Regions from separate parts of the Sus scrofa genome. Here region 2 is linked to region 1. A link is a contact called in public Hi-C data. All regions are on one chromosome and are shown on one strand. The core of a region is the stretch at or near the end of the contact, and the rest is flanking DNA. Distances in the headings are between cores, read along the strand shown. Region 1 holds the start of GCKR (glucokinase regulatory protein). Region 2 holds the start of SNX17 (sorting nexin-17).

Region 1 (7,354 bases), core at 4,085-6,584:
AAGTAAGTCGCAGAGCTAGAACAAGAAACAGGTCGTTGCTCTTTAAATTTCCCCTATAAACCCAGCACACTTAATGACAGCTGAATCGGCAACTTTGAACATGTCAGACGCTCAATAAATATTTGCCTAATAAATGAAGGAACGAATGAGAGAATGAAGGGAATCAATATCAGGTTATGAATGGGGAAGACACTTAAAAGCTGACGCAGTCTACAAGTAGGAGATTGTCAAAATAATTATTATCTCCATCACTCTGTCCCCTCCCGCACCGGGGGTGGAATTCCTCTTCCCAACTTGGCTAATTCCATCTGGGGAGGGAGGGGCCTCCCAGGTGCCCGAGACCCTCGCACCTGCGCCTCTCCCGACGCCCCCTCCCCCTCTGCCGCCGGGGCTCCTCGGATGGTGCCGGGATCAGAAGGGATGGGGGCCAATGAGAGGGTCGTGGGAGGAGCCCCGAAAGAACCGGGTTGGGGGGGCGGTGATGACGGCGGTGAGAACCCCAGCGGGGCGGGGCGGGTCTGCAAGTCCCGGCCGGGCTGCGGCGGAGCGACCCGGGCCAGCTCTGCAGAAGGCGGCGGCTGGCTTCCCGGGACGGTCACATCTCGCTGCAGGAGCCCGGCGGAGGCAGCCGCACTGCCTCCCGCCCGGGGCACCCAGGCCAGCCGCCAGGCCGCGCCGGCACCGCCCCCTGCTCTCGGACCCACTGCGTGGCGGGTCGGAGCTCTGGGGGCTCCGCAGCCCCGCGGCCCGCGCCCACTACCCCTCCGCCCTCTGCCCGCAGCTCAGTCCCGCGCTGCCCGCCTAGCCGGCCCGGCGCCGGGATGGGGTAGGGGCAGCGCCACGGAGTCGGGCGATGGGCCGCCCTCTGGGCACCGAGCAGCCCCCCGAGGCCTGACCGACCGCGAGGACCGGCGGAGGTGGGTGTGGGCAGAGCGGGCCGCGCACTGGGGGAGCCCGGGGTGTTGCGGGGGTGGGGAAGGCCTGGGGGGAAGCGGGGCTCTGGAGCTGCTGTGGGCGGAGGGGAGCCCGGGTGAGCTGCTGCCCACCCGTGCATTCTGGCCAGTCCTTGACCCCCCCCCCCCCGCCCAAACCATCACTCTTCCCACGTCCAGGAGCCCCGCCTGGATGTCAAACTGATGCCCCAGTGCCTCCCAGCGGACTCGGTGGGGACCATGGCTTCGCTAATGCCCCTCTCCCCATATCTAAGCCCCACGGTTCTCCTGCGGGTCAGTTGTGACCTGGGCTTTGTGCGAGCAGGTGAGTCAAGTGGGAGAGGGTGGGGATTAACCAGACCTAGTTTGTGGGCGGAAACTGTTAACCTGTTAACACCCTGGCACCCACAGACCGGCCCCCTTCTCCTGTGAATGTGACAGTCACTCACCTCAGAGCCAACTCGGCCACTGTGTCCTGGGACGTCCCAGAAGGCAACATCGTCATTGGCTACTCCATTTCCCAGCAAGTATGAATCACCCTCCTGCTCCCCGAACCTGCGTCCTTGGATCTCTGAACATTCCTCCTGTTAACCACCTCCCCCCAATGCCCCCCAAGCCTTGGGAGAATCCCGGAGCTGGGGAGCCCTGGCTCAAGCTGCCCTTTTCGCCCTGCTCCCTTGGAGCGCTTGGATGTCCAAGAGCCCTGGGTTAAGCCTTGTGGCTGGGGGCCAGGGTAAGGCTGTCCTCTCTCATCATCTCCCCGCAGCGGCAGAATGGCCCCGGGCAACGTGTGATCCGGGAGGTGAACACCACCACTCGGGCCTGTGCCCTCTGGGGCCTGGCTGAAGACAGTGACTACACAGTGCAGGTCAGGAGCATTGGCCTTCGGGGAGAAAGCCCCCCAGGGCCCCGGGTGCACTTCCGAACTCTCAAGGGTTCTGACCGGCTACCCTCAAACAGCTCCAGCCCAGGTGAGGGTCTCAGCTATTCCTCACTCCCTAAAGCTTTGGATTCTCTAGCTATTTACTTGCTCTCTGGCCTCTTGTTTACGTCCCCAAAGCAAGCAGAGTCTAGCTTAGATGAACGGAGGATGATTTAATTCATGGCCCTGCCAGGAGAGGAAGGAAAGCAGGTTGGCAGGGGACCGGGTATAGATAGGCTGGTAATCAACTGTCTGGGGGAAGGGCTTTCAAGCGTCCTTTTTCCTAACCTCGGTTCATAGCGGCTGCAGCCTGCATGAGTACCCGATCTGCGGCCCTCCTGCTTTTCGTTCTCTAACCACTTGTCCACCGACAGCTTCCCAGAGAGGGGCTACCAGTGGCAACGCTGTGATGTGTCTGCCCTGACTCTTATCGCCAGCATCTCCATCCTGAACTGTCTGCACAAGACGTAGCTCCCTAGCTGCTCCCCATAACCTGGGGTCTGTGTCTTTCCTTCTCAGGGGACATCACGGTGGAGGGTCTGGACGGAGAGCGACCACTGCAGACGGGGGAGGTGGTCATTATTGTGGTGGTTTTGCTCATGTGGGCTGGTGAGTGAGTAAGCAGCTCGACGGGGGACCAGGGATTGTGTGGGGTTCAGGGAAGGTGGGAGTTGGTAATGGTTGTCAGGAGAGAAGCAGGTGAGAACTATGGCAGGGGGAGATGTTTAGTTGAAGGGGATGAGCAGGGAAGGTTTGAAGAAAGGGAGAGAAGGCTCTTGGGCGCCCAGAGAAGAGGATGAAGAGGGTAGTGCTTGGGCACGGGCACCAGGAATCCAAAGATTTCCTTCTCGGATTTTCTAGAAATTGTGTGGGTATCTCCCTGCCCTCTGAGAGGTCAGGATCAAGGCTCAGACTGTGTTGTTGTGTTTCAGCTGTAATTGGACTATTCTGCCGTCAGTATGACATCATCAAAGACAATGACTCCAACAACAACCCCAAGGAGAAGGGGAAGGGGCCGGAACAGAGTCCTCAGGGAAGGCCGGTGGGGACAAGACAGGTGATGAGGGGCTGGGGAGGGAAGGAGGGGCAGTTTTGCCTCTAGGAGCAGTGAGGGGAAGGGAGGAGGCCTCAGAGGGGCAGGAGGCGAGGGACAATGGAAATGCGGGGTGGAGGAAGCCGTCACCTGCCTGAAATTAGAGACTCAAACCACCTTCTTTTCCAGAAAAAGTCACCGTCCATCAACACCATCGACGTCTGAGTGAAGAAACAGAACCAGAAGACAGATGCACTCACAACCTGGGGATGGGGATGGGGTCAGGGAGAGGCCAAGATGGTGAGCTGCCCAAGACTGAAGGATCCCACAGTCTCCCAGAGGGTAATGACACTCCCACCATCTCAGGCTGGTCTCCATCCTCTTTCCACTGTGAGCAGGGCCAGAAGGTAGGTCTGATAGGGTCGGTGTCCCTGGACCTGGGGAGTGGAGATCAGACGGGATGTGTCCTTCCATCCCCCAGGTCCGGGGGAGAGTCACTGGTTCAACCCTGTCCCATCAGGTCCCCAAAGGGGCCCCCATTTCACTTGCCTCCCCAGCTGCCCCCACATCTTGCCTCCAGGTCCCAGAGGGGAGTGTTTCTGGGCGTACTCCCCCTCCCCCAGCAAATCAAAGGCACTGTCTGGGCCTGGAGGCAGACGCTGCACTGCACTACTCCAATGTCTTCCATGGAGCCTCAGGTGCTCCCCCTCTCACCTGGCAGTCCCTCCGGCTGCTGGGGATCTCACTCCTTGGACATTTTTCCAATAAAGGTTCTTGGACAAACCGGAGCTGACTGTATGGTATACTGAATAGTATGCTGAAGATATTTCTCCACTGTGTCTCCCCTGACTACAGAGGCCCCTCACACCATCACCACCAGCTCGACAGGAAAAGACTCTTATTTTAAGGTGGTGGCTTTGATTCTCCAGCCTTGCATGGGTGGAGAGGGGCATAGAAAACTAGAGCCCTAGTCCATTTTGCTTTGTTGGGGGGGAAGGGGGAGAAGGAAGAAAAAGAGGACACAAATTCTCCTTGCTCCACTGGAAACTAGGGTCATGTCACCTGAGAGGCCCAGAAGCCTTTTTCAGTGTCCACATCCGCAGCCCATTCCTCACCATGAATTCCATCACCCCTGAGCTAATTTTCAGAAAAGGACTGAACGGTGTGTCTTGGGACAAATGAAAGAGCAGCTATACTAATGGATCCCTGGGTGCCAAGTGTTCCTCTCCTGTGCATTTCTGTGCCTATTCTTCCCTGCCCTTGCTTTCCCTTTTGTCTCTCTGTCTGTCTTTCTGTTCATTTGGTCAAAGTCAATAATAATTGTAAAGTATAAATGAGTTCCTATTCACTCTCTGCCACTATATCCAGAAGAGGATTCTGGAAATAAAACTGGGGTTGGACCTCTCCTGTCAAAAGAATTATAATTTGGGCTCTGGGGCCTACTTGTGTCCTGTGAAAATAGGGCCTGTCCCCTACTTTTTCCTAAGTTCCAAGAGGGGTTTGTGTCAGTGAAAAAGAAATACCTGTTGACATCTGCAACCACTATGGGGGAAAGGCTTCAGAACCCAGAATCCATCTGGACAGCAGATGCTGCACTGTCTGGAAGGTAACACTGTTCTCAACGTATGTTCCTCCCAGAGGAGGCGTCTGAATCTCTCCTTTTCTGCATCTCGATCTCTCTGTTATGTTACAAGAAGTTAGACCAACAATTCTGAAAGGGACCCCGATCCAAACAAAGATCAAGAAGTCAGTATCTTTTGTACTAAACCAAACTCCGACCCCTTATCACAAGACTGAACCTATCAGGTACTCGAAGCTATGCTCTGCCCTCTGCCCTGAACCATAAAAGCATCCTGATCTAAGCAGCAGTCTCTAACCCAGTTTCCCAGTTCAGAAGTTGGGGACCTTACCTCTCTCTGGCCACTGGTTCCAAAGCACTCACCTGTCAGGCTCTGGGCACATCATCATTTCTGGGGAAGGGAGTGTCACGGGGTACAGTAGCATGGCATAAAGACAGGGAACTAGAAATTGAATAGGAATATCAAGGGTGCTTAAATACTCCAGCTCCGGGTTGAATCCAGTTCCGTCTTTTTCACACTGTGTTAGCTTAGGCAAGTGACCCCTCTGATCCTGTAAAATGGGACTGATAACGCTCTTCCCTTCCAAAGGTGGCTCTGAGATTAAATGAGATACTGTGAGCACAGCACTTTGCACAGTACCTGGCAGACACACACTGAGTAGTCCGTGTTACCTATCATCATCAGTCTTGTGAGCCCGTGCAAGTTACATAACGTACTGGTGTTCAAGCGTGTCCACTGGCAAACGCCTGTCACACCAACTGCCCCAGCTTTCCTCCAGGTTTGCGAGGATTAAAAGAACGCACTCAGCCACGCTTACGTACATCAAAGAGCAAGAGCGCCCACGATTACGTACGACGCCGGAGTTTGCGGAAGGCTCGTGGGCGTGGCTTGAGTTTGCGTTTGCACGCCACCACGGCATTGGTCGGGGAGAGCATTCCTCCAGCCCTCTCGGGCGTCCCGCCCTCGATCTCATTGCGCCTGCGCACGTTCTGTTTGCTTCGCGGCAAATCTACGTGGTGACCTTGCGACGCGCGCCTGGCGCGCTGGTCGCTTCTGCGTCAGCGGCTGCCGCTGCGGCTGCGTGGCGGGTTGTCCAGGTAACCACGGGAGTTGTCGCCGTCTGTCCGCATCTGAGAGGCAGGTGTTCGTCATGCAGTTGAAGCACCTGAGGACCCTGCTGAGCCCTCAGGTGAGGAGTCGCGTGCCTCTTCCCTCCCCCGCCCTCCTTAATGTCCCAAGAAAAGTGAGGGACTGAAGTTTAAAAACGTTGAGCGCCTACTGTGTGCAGAAGACCAAAAGCCATAGCGGTGCTACGGACTCTGCTCCGTCGATGGAGGATGGAGTAGGCGAGATGGACCACTGACCATCGTAGCTTTCATTTCGTTCCATTTAACGAATCAGTTGTGTACCAGGTCCTGTGCTGGGGCTTTAGGGATCCAGAGCTACATCAATTGTTGCCTCTGCCTGCAAGAGGCTCATACTAGAGGGAGAGGCGCACATGTGAACAACGAACATAAATCTACACCGCCTTAAATAAGCACTTTAGGTGCAAGCCCCACTTAAAGGAGGGCAGACGGCCACCGTTCGTTCTGATGCTGAAGATCTCATACTCAGAAGAAGCTGGGCCCTGGGGGAGGAACCTTAGAACTTAATGAAGAAAGGGGTTGAGTTTTGCGGTTAGGAAACCAGAATTCGAATCCTACTTTAGTAAGTGTCTTGATGGTCCTGATTTTAGCCATCTCTCCGAGCACTCACCCAGTCTTGGATCTATACACTTGGAAAACAGGAATAATGATAATCTCAGCTTTAAGGGATTAGGGGAAACAGTTAAAGGAAATAGTACACGCAAGAGAACATTGTAGACAGAAAAGCAGCATGAAAACTGATAGACAAGAGAGAAGGACGTTCACACTTCAAAGGACAAAATGAAAGCTAAGAATATCTGTCATAACTGAATGTTTAACATGTACCAGAGCAACATAAATAAAGAAGTTAGGATTGTGGATTATGGATTCAGACACACATGGATTTAAATCTTGGTTCTGCCACTTAAACTGTGGTTGTAAACTTGAGCAAATTACTTAACCTTGCCATGCCTTAGTTTCTCCATCTGTAAAAGATGCATCGTAACAGCATCTACTTGGTTATGAAATAAAATAAGATAATGCATATCAAGCATTTAGCAGAGTGCTTAGTCTGTGGTGCTTGTTAGCTATTTTTCTGATCCCTACCTCATTTAATCCTCACAACAGTCCTGTGAGGTCCCTTTGTAGAGAAGGAAGAATTGATTGATTATGGGAAACGGAAAGGCTTCACAGAGGACGTGGCATTAGGAGAAAAGAAGGAAATTAGAATACAAGAGAGGTGCGCTCATTGCTCTGTAAACTGTTCCCTGAATCTGTATTTTTAAAATTCCTTTACCCTAATGGAATAATTGGAAGTGAAATCTTCCTTCAGTCTTTCAGGATAAGATGATGTCATGATGCAGGAAAGGGCTGAGTGCCCAGGATTGGGCAACATGTTATAAGAAGTTAATCAGCAACAATCCCTGAGGAGCTCTCAACCCTCCCAACATGATTTAGTCAAGAGTTGAAGGGGGCTAAAGGGGGTGGTGTGGCTATTTTCTGACTCTGGTTTGAGGATTTTGATGAAAAAAAAAAGGTGTTTTTACCACTGACTTTGGAGGTGGGTAGGTTTGGAGTAAAAAGTAGCAATGTGTTAAGCTGGGTCTCTCAAGCTCAAATAATTCATCAAACAATTGGAGCAGAAACTAAATTTTTTATTTCAAGGAGGGAAATCCTTAGTGCAGAACCATAGATAACTGGGGCTGGTGGTAAAAGGGACATACATGGCCAGAATAATTCACCAGGAGTTGATCGATTCTAAC
Region 2 (7,051 bases), core at 1,181-3,680, 98 kb after region 1:
ATATGCCATTGAGTCCGGCCCTCAAAAGACAAGAAAAAAAATATATATATATGTATGTGTATATACAAATTATTTTGCTGATACCTAGAGAACACTTGGATGCTATTTACTTTGTCTTTTTAGAGCCACACCTGCAGCATATGGAAGTTCCCCAGCTAGGGGTCGAAGCAGAGCTGCAGCTGCCAGCCTATACCACAGCCACAGCAACTCGGGATCCGAGCCACATCTGTGACCTACACCACGGCTCACGGCAAAACTGGATCCTTAACCCACTGAGTGGGTCCAGGGATCGAATTCACATCCTCATGGCTACTAGTTGGGATTGTAACCCGCTGAGCCACTACGGGAACTCCAACTATTTACTTTTGGTAATTAAACAATACATCAAACAAGAGGCCTCCCAGATCTAGAAACTACTTCAGAACCTTCTACAGAACCAGCTGCTTTGAGTCTCTCCCTGGAGTCCTCAACAGAGTCAGCCTAAAGTTCCCTCCAACCACTCACCGGCTTGCATGTACTTCTCTAACTGCTCTCTTCTCTGTTCTACCTCAGCAGGGGTCAGAGAGAAAAGCTTCTTTGGGGGGAATGCAGGAAGCACATTGGCCCCATATTCCTTCCGAAGCTATTTGGAGAAAGAGATACAATTCTTCACACAAACACAGCAAAAGAGAAGAGGCAACACACACTCATAATGTCCTCCTGGGCTTTCCTTCCCCTGCCTCAGTTCCTGCTCCCCTGTGTCCCCTGGTCATCCAGGAAATGAGCCCTTTGGCAGAGGCAGCATCCCAAGGGAGCGCTGTCCTAGATACAGGTTCTTTCCGATCTTACTGTGTAGAAGTCAGCCTCTTCACAATACGGGGAGAGTTTGTAAAGGGCCTGGGTTTTGGGAGCACCTTGATGATCTAGCAAGGCTGTGTTCACTGAACCCTCACAGGAAGCAAAGGGCTTTGTAAGAAAGGTTTGTGTGCACAAACAAGTAATGGCTAAGTATGTTCGCGACGTGTCTTAGGACTGAGAGGGACTTTGCAGATCAACAAATCCATTTTTCAGGTGTGAAAGCCGAGGCCCAAAGAAATCAGGTAACTTGCTTAGGGCTGCACAACCAGTTATGAATAGAACCAGGACGCTGTACTGAGTTAAATACAGAGCTCACAATTTGGTGTGGAGAACGGAGAAACATTACATCATCGACACATACGGATAACTGGAACAGCTACACCCACTCAGGTGAGTCAAGGAACACAGAAGGAAACTGGTGAATGGTTTGTATGAGCAGGGAAGAGAGTTTCAAGTGGCAGCTCAGATGACAGAGGGAAAGTGCTTTGGCAGTGGAGCGGGGAAGGGTCGTCGGTTTCTCCATGCACGGACAAAGGCAGTGTACAGGCTGTGTAAGGAGGGGACCAAGAAGCAGGAAGGAGGATGTTAGTACAGGGAGGCGCAGTTAGAGGCGCAGATTCGTGGGGAGTCCCCTGGAAATGTCAGACGATGGTAAGATAAAGCACCAGATCCAACATGGCAGTGATTATGGTAGTGAGTAAAAGGGAACTACAGCCCCCGGGAAAGCGACGAGGGGGAAAATGGAGACACTGATGCCCAGGTGTAGGAAAGGGCTTGAAGCTGCCTCAAGGCAGGAGTGCTAGTCCCACCTGCTCGTGCAGCCCCAGGAGCTGACTGTAGCGCACTCGACAGTGCAGGACTCCATTCACGTGAATGTTATAGGCCTGAGGACACAAAAACAGGCAAGCATTTTAAGGTCGCGGTCTGGGCGACCCCCTTGAGAACCCTGGCCGGAAGTTGCCTGGCACAGCTCTGCCTGATTAAGGCGCCGAGATCTTCCGAAGGTTGCCAGTCTGTTTGCCCCGGAGCCAGGTCCCAAAGCAGAAGGACCGGTCCCGGGGAAACCCGGGCGCTCGGGCTGGAGTCTTCCTCCCCAAGAGGCCAGTGACGCCCACCAGAGTAGCCGCGGCCCAGTCGAGGGAGGTGACGCGGCGGAACAAAGGACCTACAGGAGCTGGGGAGACCTCTGGACGAATCTGAGACGTAATATAAGCTCCCAGCGAGGCCATCGGGAGTTGGCGGCCAGTGACCAGGCCCGAAAGGCGGCGGCCAGACCTCGGAGGCCGCTCGGAGGGCTCCGGCCCGTTATCCCCGCCCCTGCCCGGCCGGGCTCCGGCCGCTCCTCACCACGTAGGCGGAGCCGCCGCTGTCCCCGCTGCGGGACTCGGTTTCAGGAATGGAAAAGTGCATGTTCCCTGCGGCAGGGCCCGGCCGGGCTCCGAACTGTGAGGGCCGCAGTGGCTTTGCACGCTCGCCTCCGCTACTCAGCGCGTCCCCGAAGCTTCGCTCGCCATTTTTGGGCGGGGGGGGCGGCCGTTGAGATCCGAGGAGGGAAGGACTGGAGACGTCCGCTCTGGGGCGCAGCTTCCCGGGGAATCCTGGGAACTGTAGTCTAAAGGGCAAGAGCCTACTGCCGGGATTGGGAACCCAGGTTTGACTGGGCCCTTATCGCGACCCATAGCCCGGGCGGAGCCGCAGAGCACGTCGGGGCTTGTAGTCCTCTGGGTGGGGGAGCTGCGCTCCGCAGCTGTCGGCCTTGGGGGCGCTCTGGTCCCTGTGACTGCAGCGGGCGGAGCCTAGGACGGGTGATGGCTGCTGTGGCTGTGGCTGTTCGCGAGGGTGAGTGAAGGGGCGGCCGCACAAACAGGTACGCGAGCCGCCAGGCCCTGGGAGGCTACGGCTGGGCCCCGAGCCCCTCTCGGCCCTGTCGTTCGGTTCCGGCACCGCGCGGGAATCTGGTCCGCGGTGTCTCGGACGCACTCCGCCCTGCGCGTCGGCCTGTTCCTGCGGGAAGGGTGCGTGCTCTCTCCTCCCCCCGCCGCCTTTGATCCTGCTGCGCACTGCGTCCCCACGCGGATCCCTGGCTCACCTCCCGCCTGGTGGAGGAGCCGTGGTCATGCGGACCCAGCAGCCAGCTGCGTCGAGTACGAGCCCCTCTAAACCCTTCCGGAACCTCTCTGATTCACTTTGTGCCCTGTTTTCTGATGCAGACTCGGGATCTGGGATGAAGGCGGAGCTTGCTTCTCGGCCAGGGGTAAGTGAGGGTGCCCTCCCAAGCCGCCTGTCAAGCGCTACGCAGGAGGCAGTGTCAACTTATAAGCCTTATTGGTAATGTGACTGCGATCCTGGGGGAAAGGCTTCCATCCCTGTGGGCTGTTAGCTTGTAACAGGTAGCTGGTAAGAGTTAAGGAGCATTAGGGACCTTTTGGGAATCCTGTAGTGTTTATTCGTTTTTTGAAATGGTTGGGAAAAAGCAGTATTTATGTCTGTGTCTTAGGCAGGGGGGAGGGAGATGACCCAAGAAGAAAAGCTGCAGCTTCGGAAAGAAAAGAAACAGCAAAAGAAGAAACGGAAGGAGGAAAAGGGGACAGAACCAGAAACTGGCTCTGCTGTGTCTGCAGCCCAATGTCAAGGTGCGGGGGCTTTTTTAAAGGGCTGGGCTGTGGAGCTGGTAAAGGGATGTGGCGGGAGAGAAGAAGGGGAGACAGGACAAAGTTGGTTGGAACAAGTGAAGAGAGACAAAGTTTAGATAAACAGAAAAGAAGCTTTGGTTGGGGCATAGATAGTACCTGCCTGGAGCTTGGGCACCTCTTCCATCTACCCTTAGTAGGCCCGACCAAAGACCTGCCAGGACCGGACAGTCAGTTGGGCACTGCCAAGGAGAAAATTCCAGCAGGTCGGAGTAAAGCTGAACTTCGAGCTGAACGGCGAGCGAAGCAAGAGGCTGAGCGGGCCCTGAAGCAGGCAAGAAAAGGGGAACAAGGAGGGCCCCCTCCTCAGTCCTGCCCCAGCACAGCTGGAGAAACCCCTCAGGTATTTTCCCATCGTTTCAAGACCTCTGTTGGCTCTCCATTCCTGAGTTAGCTAGGGCTTCCCCACTGAAAAGCAGCTCTTCTCTCCCATTCTTCGCCTTGGTTCCCAGTTCTCTCCCCAACCTTGTCCTCCCCCTGTTTATTTTTATTTTTACTTTGTCTTTTTAGGGCCACACCTGCAGCATATGGAGGTTCCCAGGCTAGGGGTCGAATCGGAGCTGTAGCTGCTGGCCTACGCCACAGCCACAGCAACACCAGATCTGAGCTGTGTCTGCACCTATACCACAGCTCACGGCTGTGCCGGATCCTTAACCCACTGAGCAAGGCCGGGGATCAAACCCGTGTCCTTATGGATGCTAGTTGGTTTTGTTACCGCTGAGCCATGACCAGAACTCCCCCTGTTTCTTCTACTCTTTTCTCCTCCACCTCAAATTTTTTTGATGTCCCTTATAACCCTGAAAGCAAATTTCTCATCATGAGCTAGTGTCTTGAAAACACGTCTGTTTTCTTCTAGGAGTGAAGCGGCTACCTGAGCACACCCAGGTTGATGAACCCACACTTCTGAGAAGGCTTGTTAAACGGCCCGAGCGACAGCAGGTAGGGAGTGGGTTAGGTGTGTGGCCAGAAAGAGCCTAGGGAGGGAGGAAAGTTGCTCAGGGCAAAGGGAGACCCTGGGAAAGGCTGGGTATTTGGGTCAAAGTGGGCTCGCTGTCTCCTTCCCTCCCAGCATCATCCCATAGTTTTAAACTCCAGGCTCTTGGTCCTGTTCTTCTGTTTTGTCCAGGTTCCAACACGAAAGGATTATGGCTCCAAAGTCAGTCTCTTCTCCCACCTACCCCAGTACAGCAGACACAACTCTCTGACCCAGTTTATGAGGTAGGATCTTATGATGAAGTTGTCCGATGAGCTTTTAAGTCTGAGAAGTTTTAGACATCCTGTTTTGAAAGCGAGGGAAACTCGAGGTTGGATCTGTGGGAAGAGGCATGAACACAGGGCACAAGGCTAGAGCAGTGGGGTTGCCTGTGCTAGGGTAGGAGGTTCCTTTTCATCAGGGGCAGGTGGGCAGCAGGTGCTCAAGTTCCCTTGCAAAGTGTGTGACACCGCCATCCCATCAGCATCCCATCCTCTGTGATCCACCCAGCCATGGTGCGGCTCGGCCTGCAGTACTCCCAGGGCCTGATCAGCGGCTCCAACGCCCGGTGCATCGCCCTGCTTCGTGCCTTGCAGCAGGTACGTCCTATCCTCTTCCCTCTTAGGAGCCAGCCTCACCTTCCCCAACATTCCCTCAGCGTCTGTCACCCCCACGATCTCTGGGAGAGCGGGGAATGACTCCACCCGTGAAGACTTGTCAGAGAAGCTTTTTACCCTGTCCCCCTTTCAGAGACTTTTGTCAGCGGGCATTTGCACCTTGTGTACACTCTAGGTGATTCAGGACTACACGACACCACCCAATGAAGAACTCTCAAGGGACCTGGTGAATAAACTAAAGCCCTACTTCAGGTAAGGACAGCCCCTGCCTGTCCACTCCCATCCCCCACCTTGATCAGTCCTTTTCAGGGGACCCTTTTTTCTTTGCTTCTCTGCCTCTATGGTCATTTTTGGTTTCCCATCTTTTTTTAAAAAAAAGTGTCTTTAAATGCAAAAGCTTTGTGAGTTGTGAAGAGTTGCACCGATGTCCGGTGTTGTCGTTGTAGCTTCCTGACTCAGTGCCGCCCCCTGTCAGCGAGCATGTACAACGCCATCAAGTTTCTGAACAAGGAGATCACGGGTGTGAGCAGCTCCAAGCGGGAAGAGGAGGTGATGAGTATGAGGCATGAGCAAGGCATGCACTTGGGGAAGAGAGCTGGAAACACGTTGGAGACTTCCAGGAGGGGCAGTGCTCTGTTGGCCTGGTCAAGGGTTGGTGGGGGGGGACTGTTTGAGCTGGGCCCACTTTAACCCATCATTAAACGCATATTCCAGCCTCTGGCACAACTATCAGGGGAAAGATGGGTCCGTTTCTTCTTCCCTAAGTATCTGACTCCATTTAGGCCAAGTCAGAACTTCGAGCAGCCATTGATCAGTATGTGCAAGAGAAGATCGTGCTTGCAGCTCAGGCGATCTCACGCTTTGCTTATGAGAAGATCAGCAACGGAGATGTGATCCTGGTGTATGGATGGTAGGGGCCAGACCTTGTGACCAAGAAAACTGGGGCGTGAAATGATCTGAAGAAGAGACTGCCCTCGAGCCCTTTTGGAATGAGCTGACATTTATAACTGAATCATCCTCTCCATTCACTCCAGCTCCTCTCTGGTGTCACGCATTCTTCAGGAGCCTGGACGAAGGGCCGGCGGTTTCGGGTGGTAGTGGTGGACAGCCGGCCACGGCTGGAGGGCAAGCACACGCTGCGTTCTCTGGTCCGTGTGGGGGTCCCAGTCTCCTACCTGCTGATTCCTGCAGCTTCCTATGTTCTCCCAGAGGTGAGGGCAGAGGAAAGGGACTCCAAAGTTGGAGTAAAAGCGTGTGCTCGTCTCTCAATGTTGCCATTTAGAAATCTTAGAATTACATAGCCGTGTTTGTATCTAGAGGAAAAACATCTACAGCATTTTATACAGCACGTCTAGCTCTTGCACGAACCTGACTGAACGAGAAGCCATCAAGGAGGAACAGGACAAAAGTGACTTCAGAGTTTAGTTTTCCTGTGGGTGGTAGGCTGGGTCAATGGGCAAGTGTTTTCCAAGAGCCATCTTTAGGATTTGTTATTCATTGTCTTGCTACTGCTGTCCTGGGTAGGAGCTGGGAATTTTAATCTGCACTTGATCACACATGGCCTTTTTTCCCCCTTTCTACTCTCCACAATAGGTTTCTAAGGTGCTATTGGGAGCTCATGCTCTCCTGGCCAATGGGTCTGTGATGTCACGGGTAGGGACGGCGCAGCTGGCCCTAGTGGCCCGGGCCAACAACGTGCCAGTGCTGGTCTGCTGTGAAACATACAAGTTCTGTGAGCGGGTGCAGACTGATGCCTTTGTCTCTAATGAACTAGGTAAGGAGGCCCAGAAGGGCAGGAGAGAAGGTTCCTGGGACCTAAGAAGATTTGGGAGGGAGAGGGGAGGTTGAACTACAACTTGCCTTCTGAAAGGCCATAAAAGGCACGCCTCCCATTGCAGATGACCCTGACGATCTGCTGTGTGAGCGAGGAGAAC

What was found. Hi-C and Micro-C count contacts between places; a contact is called where the count stands out from the background.
Region 2: a contact with region 1 is called in a Hi-C map of skeletal muscle, with 7 times the contacts expected there. The contact joins the promoter of SNX17 here to the promoter of GCKR in region 1. A contact is called at or near these places in 6 of 47 Hi-C or Micro-C datasets (epiblast stem cells, heart right ventricle, liver and 1 more) and 2 of 2 datasets of contacts at active chromatin or transcription factors (alveolar macrophages and skeletal muscle).

Annotation. Positions count from the first base shown.
Region 1 is chr3:111,678,205-111,685,558 of Sscrofa11.1, forward strand. It overlaps GCKR (glucokinase regulatory protein), which reads right to left and starts at 5,335. Exons shown (of 20, transcript XM_021087679.1): 1 at 5,184-5,335; 2 at 4,830-4,908. It overlaps FNDC4 (fibronectin type III domain-containing protein 4), which reads left to right. Exons shown (of 7, transcript XM_003481268.4): 1 at 1-917; 2 at 1,113-1,257; 3 at 1,344-1,459; 4 at 1,699-1,903; 5 at 2,374-2,463; 6 at 2,787-2,911; 7 at 3,077-4,292. The coding sequence starts at 1,137. The coding sequence ends at 3,112. IFT172 (intraflagellar transport protein 172 homolog) reads left to right here and starts at 5,470. Exons shown (of 50, transcript XM_003354889.4): 1 at 5,470-5,656. The coding sequence starts at 5,618.
Region 2 is chr3:111,779,115-111,786,165 of Sscrofa11.1, forward strand. It overlaps SNX17 (sorting nexin-17), which reads right to left and starts at 2,431. Exons shown (of 16, transcript XM_021087689.1): 1 at 2,185-2,431; 2 at 1,647-1,721; 3 at 505-622. The coding sequence starts at 2,247. It overlaps EIF2B4 (a long non-coding RNA gene), which reads left to right and starts at 2,547. Exons shown (of 13, transcript XR_002342807.1): 1 at 2,547-2,676; 2 at 3,048-3,091; 3 at 3,335-3,470; 4 at 3,665-3,869; 5 at 4,382-4,466; 6 at 4,654-4,745; 7 at 4,985-5,099; 8 at 5,293-5,369; 9 at 5,564-5,666; 10 at 5,900-6,027; 11 at 6,152-6,328; 12 at 6,711-6,891; 13 at 7,016-7,051.